Regions from separate parts of the Oryctolagus cuniculus genome. Here region 2 is linked to region 1. The links are chromatin contacts, called in public Micro-C maps. All regions are on one chromosome and are shown on one strand. Each heading gives the region's core, a stretch centred on a gene start, on an enhancer-like site or on the middle of the called end of the contact. The rest is flanking DNA. Distances are from core to core; before and after follow the strand shown.

Region 1 (4,185 bases), core at 932-3,431:
TAGTCATACCAGTGCTGCCATCTATTAAAATAGAGTTAAAAGTAACATACCTCATAGGCTGTGAAGATGAAGTAAGATAAATGCACATCAAGTGTTTATGAATACTTAGCGTTTACTGAGGGCTCAAATATTTAGACAGACTTCAGTCATCTGGGGGAGGAATGGTTCTGTAAGTGGTAATGATAGCAAACACTTACCTCCTAGCACATTCTAAACACTTTCCATGTTGTTTTAATAACCTTTAAACAACCCTACTGGTATTATTCCAAGTTTACAAATGAAGAAACAAGCATAGTGTTATTGAGTCTGACTAAGTGAAAGGATCTGAATGCTAATTCAATTCAGGTGCTCTGGCTCCAGAGTCCATACTCTTAACTAATCTGCTGCAGCTGCCATCAAGTATTGCCAAAGTGATGGGGGGCTATGCTCATCAAATCAAATTTTCCAGCTAAACAATAACTGGGGGCAGTCAGAATCTTTAGATTTACATATTAAGCTCTTTGAAATTATTTCAACTAACACCATATTTTAAATTGCTAACAATAAATGTTTATTCATAACTGAAGCCAAGAAGAATTTATAAATGCATTTTAATACCTTGCTGATAAAATAGTAACATTCCATCTTTGCAATCTGATAAGGAATACAGGAAGATATTGGTAAAGGCTTTGATGTGCATTACCTATTATATTATATCCAAGTAATCAGAATACATACACACAAACCACCTACTTTAGTGTTACACCATACCAACTTCTCAGAGGGGCCATCTTAAAGCTCTACTGGATAGCTGAGTAAATAGCTTCCAATGTTTCAGGACTGGGGAATAGGGAAGAAAGATGGAAACAGTAAGCAGCACACATTTCAAAGCCCACTTTTAAGCACACATTATATTAAAAATAAAGGATGCAAAAAAAAAAAAAGGCAATTCAGCACTTTCATACAGCATTTGGCAATATTCAACGCATGAGGAGGCTGTGCTTGGGGCCATCCACTCTTTCCAGCTTCTCAAAGTGTTTCCTGGCATTGCGAATGTTGATGAGAGTAGCTGCAGAAGGTATGGACGGATCTGACATAACCACCATCACATACGTGTTTGATGTGAAGATGTCGATGAAAGCAGCGAAGTTGGAATTCCTAACTTCCATGCTCTGGAAAGAAGCGGCCAATTTACTGCAGCTCAGCTTGAACTGCTTAATGATGTTGCTGATCTTCTCAAACCGGTGGACGTCACGCTGCTCTTTGCACTGGTAGTGTGAAATAACCAAGAACGTAGCCCTCTCGAACAGCAGAACTTCATCGGCCTCAATAATTTGGGCAAAATTCCTTAGGTTCATCTCCAGCTGCTGAACATTGGGGATGAGCTGATAGACAATACTGGACCAGGCTTTGTAGAGGGTTTCATCCCAGATGGATGTTCGGAAACAGGCGCACTCCAGGGGGCGAGACAGACGCCTCAGGTCTTCCTCTCGCTCTTTAAAAATCAGGTCACGCTGATCCTCCTGAACCAGATCCATTTTGTGCACCAGGCAGAAGATTTTGGCATCGGGAGAGTTCTGGAGGATGGCCTCCAGACAGGACTGGTAGTAATGCATGTCCTTTTCCAGTTCGCGGCTCTCCACGTCAAACACGTAAATCAAAACCTCGACGTTCCGGAAGATGTTGTCTCGCTGGCTGGTGAAGTAATTCTCCATGAAGGTGTCCTGACCGCCACAGTCCCACAGGTTCAGCACCAGGTTCCCCAGGAATCGGACGTGGGAGTGCTCCACATCAATGGTGGCACCCAGGCGCCGGGTGTCGCGAGCGATGTAATTTGCAAAGATAATCGACCTCATGCTGGTCTTCCCCGACCCGCTCTTCCCCATCAACAGCACCTTTTTCTTCATGGCTGTATTTGGCATCACCCGCCGGGACCGCCGCGGACTGGGCCTGAGGGCGCGGCCTCACTGCAGCGCGGGGCGAGGGCTGGAGGAGGTTCCGCGGGCTCGGCCTCGCTTGGCACTGGCGCAGCCGTGCAGCCGGGGAAGCCTAGGGCGCGAGTTCGGGCTGGAACGGCTTCGGCGGGGCTAGCGCTCCCTCAGAGGAGAGCGCCTGGGGCAGCCAGCTGCAACCGCTCGGGAGGCTCGCCTTCCGACAGAAGCCAGCCGCTGCCTCCGGGCCACCACCCACTTCCGGCAGCGATATCGCGAGAAACCCGCGCTCCCGCTCCCACCCACTTCCGGCCGTGGTGTCGCAACAGCGCGGTGCTGGGCGGTCGTTCCCTGTAGGGCATGGAGAAACTGCTTGGTTCCTGGAACCAGATAAAGTAGAAGATATACGCAAGGACTCTGGTGTTTTGTTGTATTACAGCTGGGTCTACGGTTGCCAGGGGTACTGGGTAGTTGGTCTGGGGAATGCTGCCCTCTCGTGGCAAAAAAGAAAAATCCACACTCCAACACCACCACCACCACAAATTTGCTTTGAGAGCAAGGATTTTGGACAGGGGCAACAGGCAGGTGAATTGGAGCAAAGGCCTAATGAATCCAGACTGTACAGATGAGGAAGGAGACTTTGAGATAGTAAGTGATTGCTCAGTGCTACACATGTAGATGGTGGTGACTGCTTTTTACACACCTAGGGAAGTTCCTTTCTCACATCTGTTTTTCTCATAACTTCAGACTTGAGAATTTCTTTAAAAAAGATTTATTTATTTATTTGAAAGTCAGAGTTACACAGAGAGAGAGGAGAGGCAGAGAGAGAGAGAGAGAGGTCTTCCATCTGCTGGTTCACTCCCCAATCGGCTACTGTGCTGATCTGAAGCCAGGAGCCAGGAGCTTCTTCCAGGTCTTCCACAAGGGTGCAGGTGCCCAAGGACTTGGGCCATCTTCTACTGCTATCCCAGGCCACAGCAGAGAGCTGGATCAGAAGTGGAGCAGCTGGGTCTTGAACCGAGGCCCATATGGGATGCCGGTGCTTCAGGTCAGAGCGTTAACTGCGCCACAGCGCTGGCCCCTGATTTGTAATATTGATCAGGTAATTTAAAGCAAAATCTATTAGGAATGATAAGTAGTTTTTGTACTAAGAGAATTCGAATGATTTTACTTATTAAAAAGTTCCAGGTTATGGAACACACACACACACACGCACTCACCCACTCCCCAAAGTCCAACTTTGTTTCTGTTAATTCTCTGCCTCACCCTGACTGACCCTCGGTCTCACCTACAGCTGCTGCTCTCCTTAGCACCAGTGGGGGCCACGTGTGAATCTGGAAGCCACTGAGGACCAATTTTCACTGTGAAGAGGAAAAATTAATGATCCACCTCAAAACAGACCTGAATCACATTCACCTCTTCACAAGTGCAAACAACTTCACTTTGAACGGTTCTGAAAAAGTTATAAATGCATACCAACTCTAACTAGTATAAAAGGTGAATATTGTATGATTAAGCCTGAACCATTACAATCTAGAAATTTATGGTGTTTGTTATTTCCATTGCTTACTCTTGAGTGATAAAAGCACGTTTTATGTGATCCCCCTGTCTCCCACATAAAGAAAATGACTCAAGATTTTTAGATTAACAAAGAATATATTAAAACATTTTACATTCTTTCCACAACTGCATAAGAAAGCAGGCATCCTCAATACTTATAAGGAACAGTGTGTTTTCTACACATCTAAAAATTAATTACAACCAGGAAAAACATCCACAAGAATGTCTTCACCAGCTACAGAACTGCCGTAAGGAAAGGCCAACTTGCTTTACCGCACATATCTGCCTGCAGGCTGAGATAAACATTCTCTAAAAAACTGCTGACTGAATAAAGCACCTAATGTGTCTTTTATTATTTTACTTCGCATTGACCCTGACTCTTAGGCAATCACAGATCTACTTTCTCTCCAAAATTTTTGCCTTCTCTAGAAATTTCATATAAAAGGAATTACAGAATTATATATGTATTGTATTTGACTTTTCTTTAGCATAAGTTTTTGAATTCATCCATATTGAAGCATGTGTTAGTTCTTTATTTTTATTGCTAAATAGTATTCCAGGTGTAGTGCAGTGGGGTAAGCCTGGCCACCTGTGGCGCCAGAATCACATATGAGCACTAGTTTGAGTCTCAGATGCTCCACTTCGAATCCAGCTTTTTGCTAATGCACCTGAGAAAGCAGCGGAAGATGGCCCAAGTGTTTGGGCCTCATGCCAC
Region 2 (4,185 bases), core at 597-3,096, 300 kb before region 1:
TGAAAACATGAATTCAAACATAGCTACACTATTTGCCAAAGTCAAAAGGTAGAAAAAGCTGAAAGGTCCATCAAATTGTGGTCTAATCATAAACAGTGGAAAATTATTGAACCATAAAAAGGAATGCAGTAGCGATACATGCTACAACATGGATGGACCTCAAAACATTAGAAGACACATACAAAAGGTCACATAATAGTCCATTTATATGAAATATATAGAATAGATAAAACCATAGGTATAAACACAGATTGGTGTCTGCAAGTAGCTGCTGGAAATAAGCCCCATGCTTAAGGGGCATGGGGTTTTCTTTCAGGGTAAGGAAAATACTTTGGAACTAGATAACTGCAATGGTGGCTACATAAAATTGTGAATGTATTAAGTGTCACGGACTTGTTCACTTTAAAATGATTAATTTTACATTGAGTCAATTTTAGAACAAAAATTACATAAAAGGCTTTAAAAAGTATCATTTTAGCAAACATTCTATGAATTAATGTAAGTTAATCAAACAGGATTCAGTAGAATCAACTTTGAACGCAAAGCAGGTCTAAATTCAAAACTTTGTAGTAAAGCAGATGGTATGCAAAAGTCTTGGAAAATAAACATTATTTTGTTTATATAATGTAGTTACATTTTTCTTGAAAATAAAATATGGAGAAAATACGTAATAGACAATAAATATTGCTTCCTTCAGTGTACTCATCAAGACTGTGGGCTTGAGTTAGATCACCTGGGTCCCCAACCTGCTTCTCCCAGAAATGTTCTAGAGGAATAATCAAATGCACCTTCTCTCTCCCACATCTTTCTGTACTACTAAGAGTTGCATCACTGTCATTTGAAGATTTACTAAGGGATGAGTGTTGTCTTGTGAGTTAAGCCACCATTTGGAATGCCTGCACCCCATCTCAGTGATTGGATCTAGTCCCCATCTTCACTTCTGATCTAGATTCCCTCTAATGCAACCTGGAGGCAGCAGATGATGGCTCAAATGCTTGGGCTCCTGTCACCCACAGGTGAGACCCCAGTGGAGTTCTGGTCTGGGCTTCAGGCTGGCCCAGACTTGGTTATTACAGGCATTTGGGAATTGAATGGAAAACTTTCTATCACTCTTTCGAGTAAATAAACATTTTAAAAAATATTTACTAGTCCTTTCTCACTATGCATCAAGCATCTGGGTGTGTCCGGGTATACTAAAATTGTCATCTAGTAGAGAAGGTAGACCATAAATAACACATTTACGTTTCATGATTAAGTACCACATAGAACAGCACTGTATTAGCCAATTAGTATGTGTGTTTTGGGTAGTGTGGTTGGGAAAGGTGTCTCTTACGAGGCTGCATTTAATATGAAAGACCGCCATGGCTTTAACGACGGTCAAAAGGCCAGTTAGAAACTGTTTACAGTTTGAGGCCCTGGCAAAGGTTTTGGACAGTATTTCACTGATATTTGATGCATTTCCAGTAGGGCAGTGATACTACTTTCCGTTTTTGAAAGATCGTAGAGACAACAGAGAAAGCAGGGAGACTTCAGAAGACATATGACGGTTCCGTGGACTTGGCGTAACCGCGGTTGTTGGCACGGGCGACAGACGACTGAGGTGGTCATTTTGTGATAGTCCGGTCCTGTCCTTCTACTCTTGGGTTATCGGATGCAGTGGCCGGGACTCAGCTGGGGCGCGGCCACGGAACAGCTAAAAGGCACAGGACAGCGCAGAAAATACTACTTACTGAAAGGATTATCTCTTACAACTAAACGTCGGCTCGCCTCACCAAACCTTTGCGAACGCCACAACTTCTTACTCAACGCTCGCGGAGTTCGCGTCTCTAGCGCCAACTAACCCCCCCACCGGAAGTCCCGCCCACTTACACTCACTTCCGCCACACCAGCCGTCTGTTCATCTCGCGAGAACGGAAAGTGCCTATGTGATCTAAGCTAAGCGGAAGTCGGGCCTCTTTCCCCTGGCGCCTCCGAGGCGGTCAGCTGCTTCAAAATGAAGGTAGGTCGGGGTTGTGGGTGTTGAACTAGCTTTGAGGTACTTGCATCGAGCTCCAGAATTCTGCTTTGTCGCGGTCCCAGCTCTTCAAGATACTGTCCCTTGTTGGAGAAGGGTCTGAGGCAGGGGAAAAACTTGTACTTGTGGAAAGAGAGCTCACTGGGCGAGCGGATGACGACTGATTGCGGCTGGAGTCGCGCCGGGCTGGGAGCGCCATGGTGGCGATCTCGCGCCCAGCCTGGGCTGAAGCAGGCGTTTTTCCCAGTTTGCGGCTGCCCTTTCGTGCGGCTCTTGATCTTCGCCACCTAGATCATATTTCCTGGTGGAGCGGGTGAACGGCAGCGGAGCGCCCTCGGCCGCGGAGCTGCCCCGCGGGACTAGAGAAAACGTGGCTTACCTAGAGTGGTGCTTGCTGGGTGTTAACTATGCTTACTAGTGATTCTTTAAAAAGTGAAACCGGCATTTCACATTTCTGCCGATTGTTTGAGGGTGACTTGAAGGGCGTTTTGCAATGAATGACTGTTGTGGGAGGCTCTAAATTATCTAACATAGGCGACTTGCTAAGCTTTTTCCTCCTTTTTAATCTGCAGCTGAATATCTCCTTCCCAGCCACTGGCTGCCAGAAACTCATCGAAGTGGACGATGAACGTAAACTTCGTACTTTCTATGAGAAGCGTATGGCCACAGAAGTTGCTGCCGACGCTCTGGGTGAAGAATGGAAGGTAAAAATTAACGGGTTGTTGCAGCTATTTTAGTGAGAGACCGTGAATGATATTGACAATTCAGACTACAGAGTTCTGTAGTCTGACTTAGGTGGGTCATTTCAGAATGTCACCTTGCAAAGGGGAGCTGTCACCTGTAAAGGTTGTGTAGTAAGTTACACTGCAAAATAAAGCTGAAGTTACATAGGCTTGATTCCCTGGATTATGCACGGAAGCAAACGTCAAATAGTCCGCTGTCCTGATAGTACTTAGGGGGTATTTTTTAAATGCTATGTTTTTGTTCTTAGTGGCGTTTCTAGTAAAACAGTCTAGAAATGTGAACTGGAAAGGAATTTGCTAATTGAACTTGGCAGTTTAGCAGCTAGAGAAAATACTGCTACTTGTTGAGTACCTCCAATTAGACTTAAAACAAATTTCACTCCCTACAATTGGAGTGTGCTAAGGCTTCTAATTCTTCGTTTTTAAATTTGGAGTAGAAACAGTAACTGTGTCATTGTGTTCCTGCAGGGTTATGTGGTCCGGATCAGTGGTGGGAATGATAAACAAGGTTTTCCCATGAAGCAAGGTGTCTTGACCCATGGGCGGGTCCGCCTGCTGCTGAGTAAGGGGCATTCCTGTTACAGACCAAGGAGAACTGGAGAAAGAAAGCGCAAATCAGTTCGGGGCTGCATTGTCGATGCCAATTTGAGTGTTCTCAACTTGGTTATTGTAAAAAAAGGTGAGAAGCATGTATGTTGCTTAAGTTTGATGTTTGTGGAAAGTGAACTTTTTCATTTCAAGGAGCTCCGTTTTGACAGAGGAACTTGTCTACCAGTACAGTTACAAGTGATCAATATAGGATAAACATGCCAGTTTGGGATTCTTAATTATGAGGAGGTTGTTGAGTTAAACTTTGTTCACTTATCTCTTCTAAGGAGAGAAAGATATTCCTGGATTGACTGATACCACGGTGCCTCGTCGCCTGGGTCCTAAAAGAGCCAGCAGAATTCGTAAACTTTTCAATCTTTCTAAAGAAGATGATGTACGCCAGTATGTTGTAAGAAAGCCCTTAAACAAAGAAGGTAGGAGGGATTATACAATTTAGGGCTTAATTTTTTTCATGGGCAGATAGTGTATGTCAGATAAAATTTGTGCCTTATATTGGAGCATTTGCACTTCTGAATTTTTAAGCAGGTGTCTTACACACTAGGTATTTATCCTTGTTTATATTCAATGCTGTGTTTTGGGGGCCTGAAGTCACAAGAATGATCAGATATTGTGGGGTTGTGACTGCAAGTGTTCTCACACACTTTCATTTCGGTTGTAAAGTTTTTGAAGAACCCATGCAAGATGTTTTTTGTGTGATAACGCATTGTCTGATTTTTTTTGAAGATTCCTCTTCTATTACTAGGTAACATGCCACCAGTGAACAATTAGCCAGTGATGCGTAACACTGATCATTTTTACAGTGAAATGTGCGATGTTTAT

What was found. Hi-C and Micro-C count contacts between places; a contact is called where the count stands out from the background.
Region 2: a Micro-C map of ear pinna shows a contact between it and region 1, with 9 times the contacts expected there. The contact joins the promoter of LOC100338112 here to the promoter of RRAGA in region 1. A contact is called at or near these places in 3 of 6 Hi-C or Micro-C datasets (ear pinna, psoas muscle and an unstated tissue).

The regions. Positions count from the first base shown.
Region 1 is chr1:182,018,306-182,022,490 of mOryCun1.1, reverse strand. RRAGA (Ras related GTP binding A) reads right to left here and starts at 2,181. Exons shown (of 1, transcript XM_008254386.4): 1 at 527-2,181. The coding sequence starts at 1,901. The coding sequence ends at 960.
Region 2 is chr1:182,316,114-182,320,298 of mOryCun1.1, reverse strand. LOC100338112 (small ribosomal subunit protein eS4-like) reads right to left here and starts at 1,846. Exons shown (of 2, transcript XM_017341018.3): 1 at 1,731-1,846. It overlaps RPS6 (ribosomal protein S6), which reads left to right and starts at 1,860. Exons shown (of 6, transcript XM_002708080.5): 1 at 1,860-1,999; 2 at 2,587-2,718; 3 at 3,226-3,436; 4 at 3,633-3,779. The coding sequence starts at 1,994.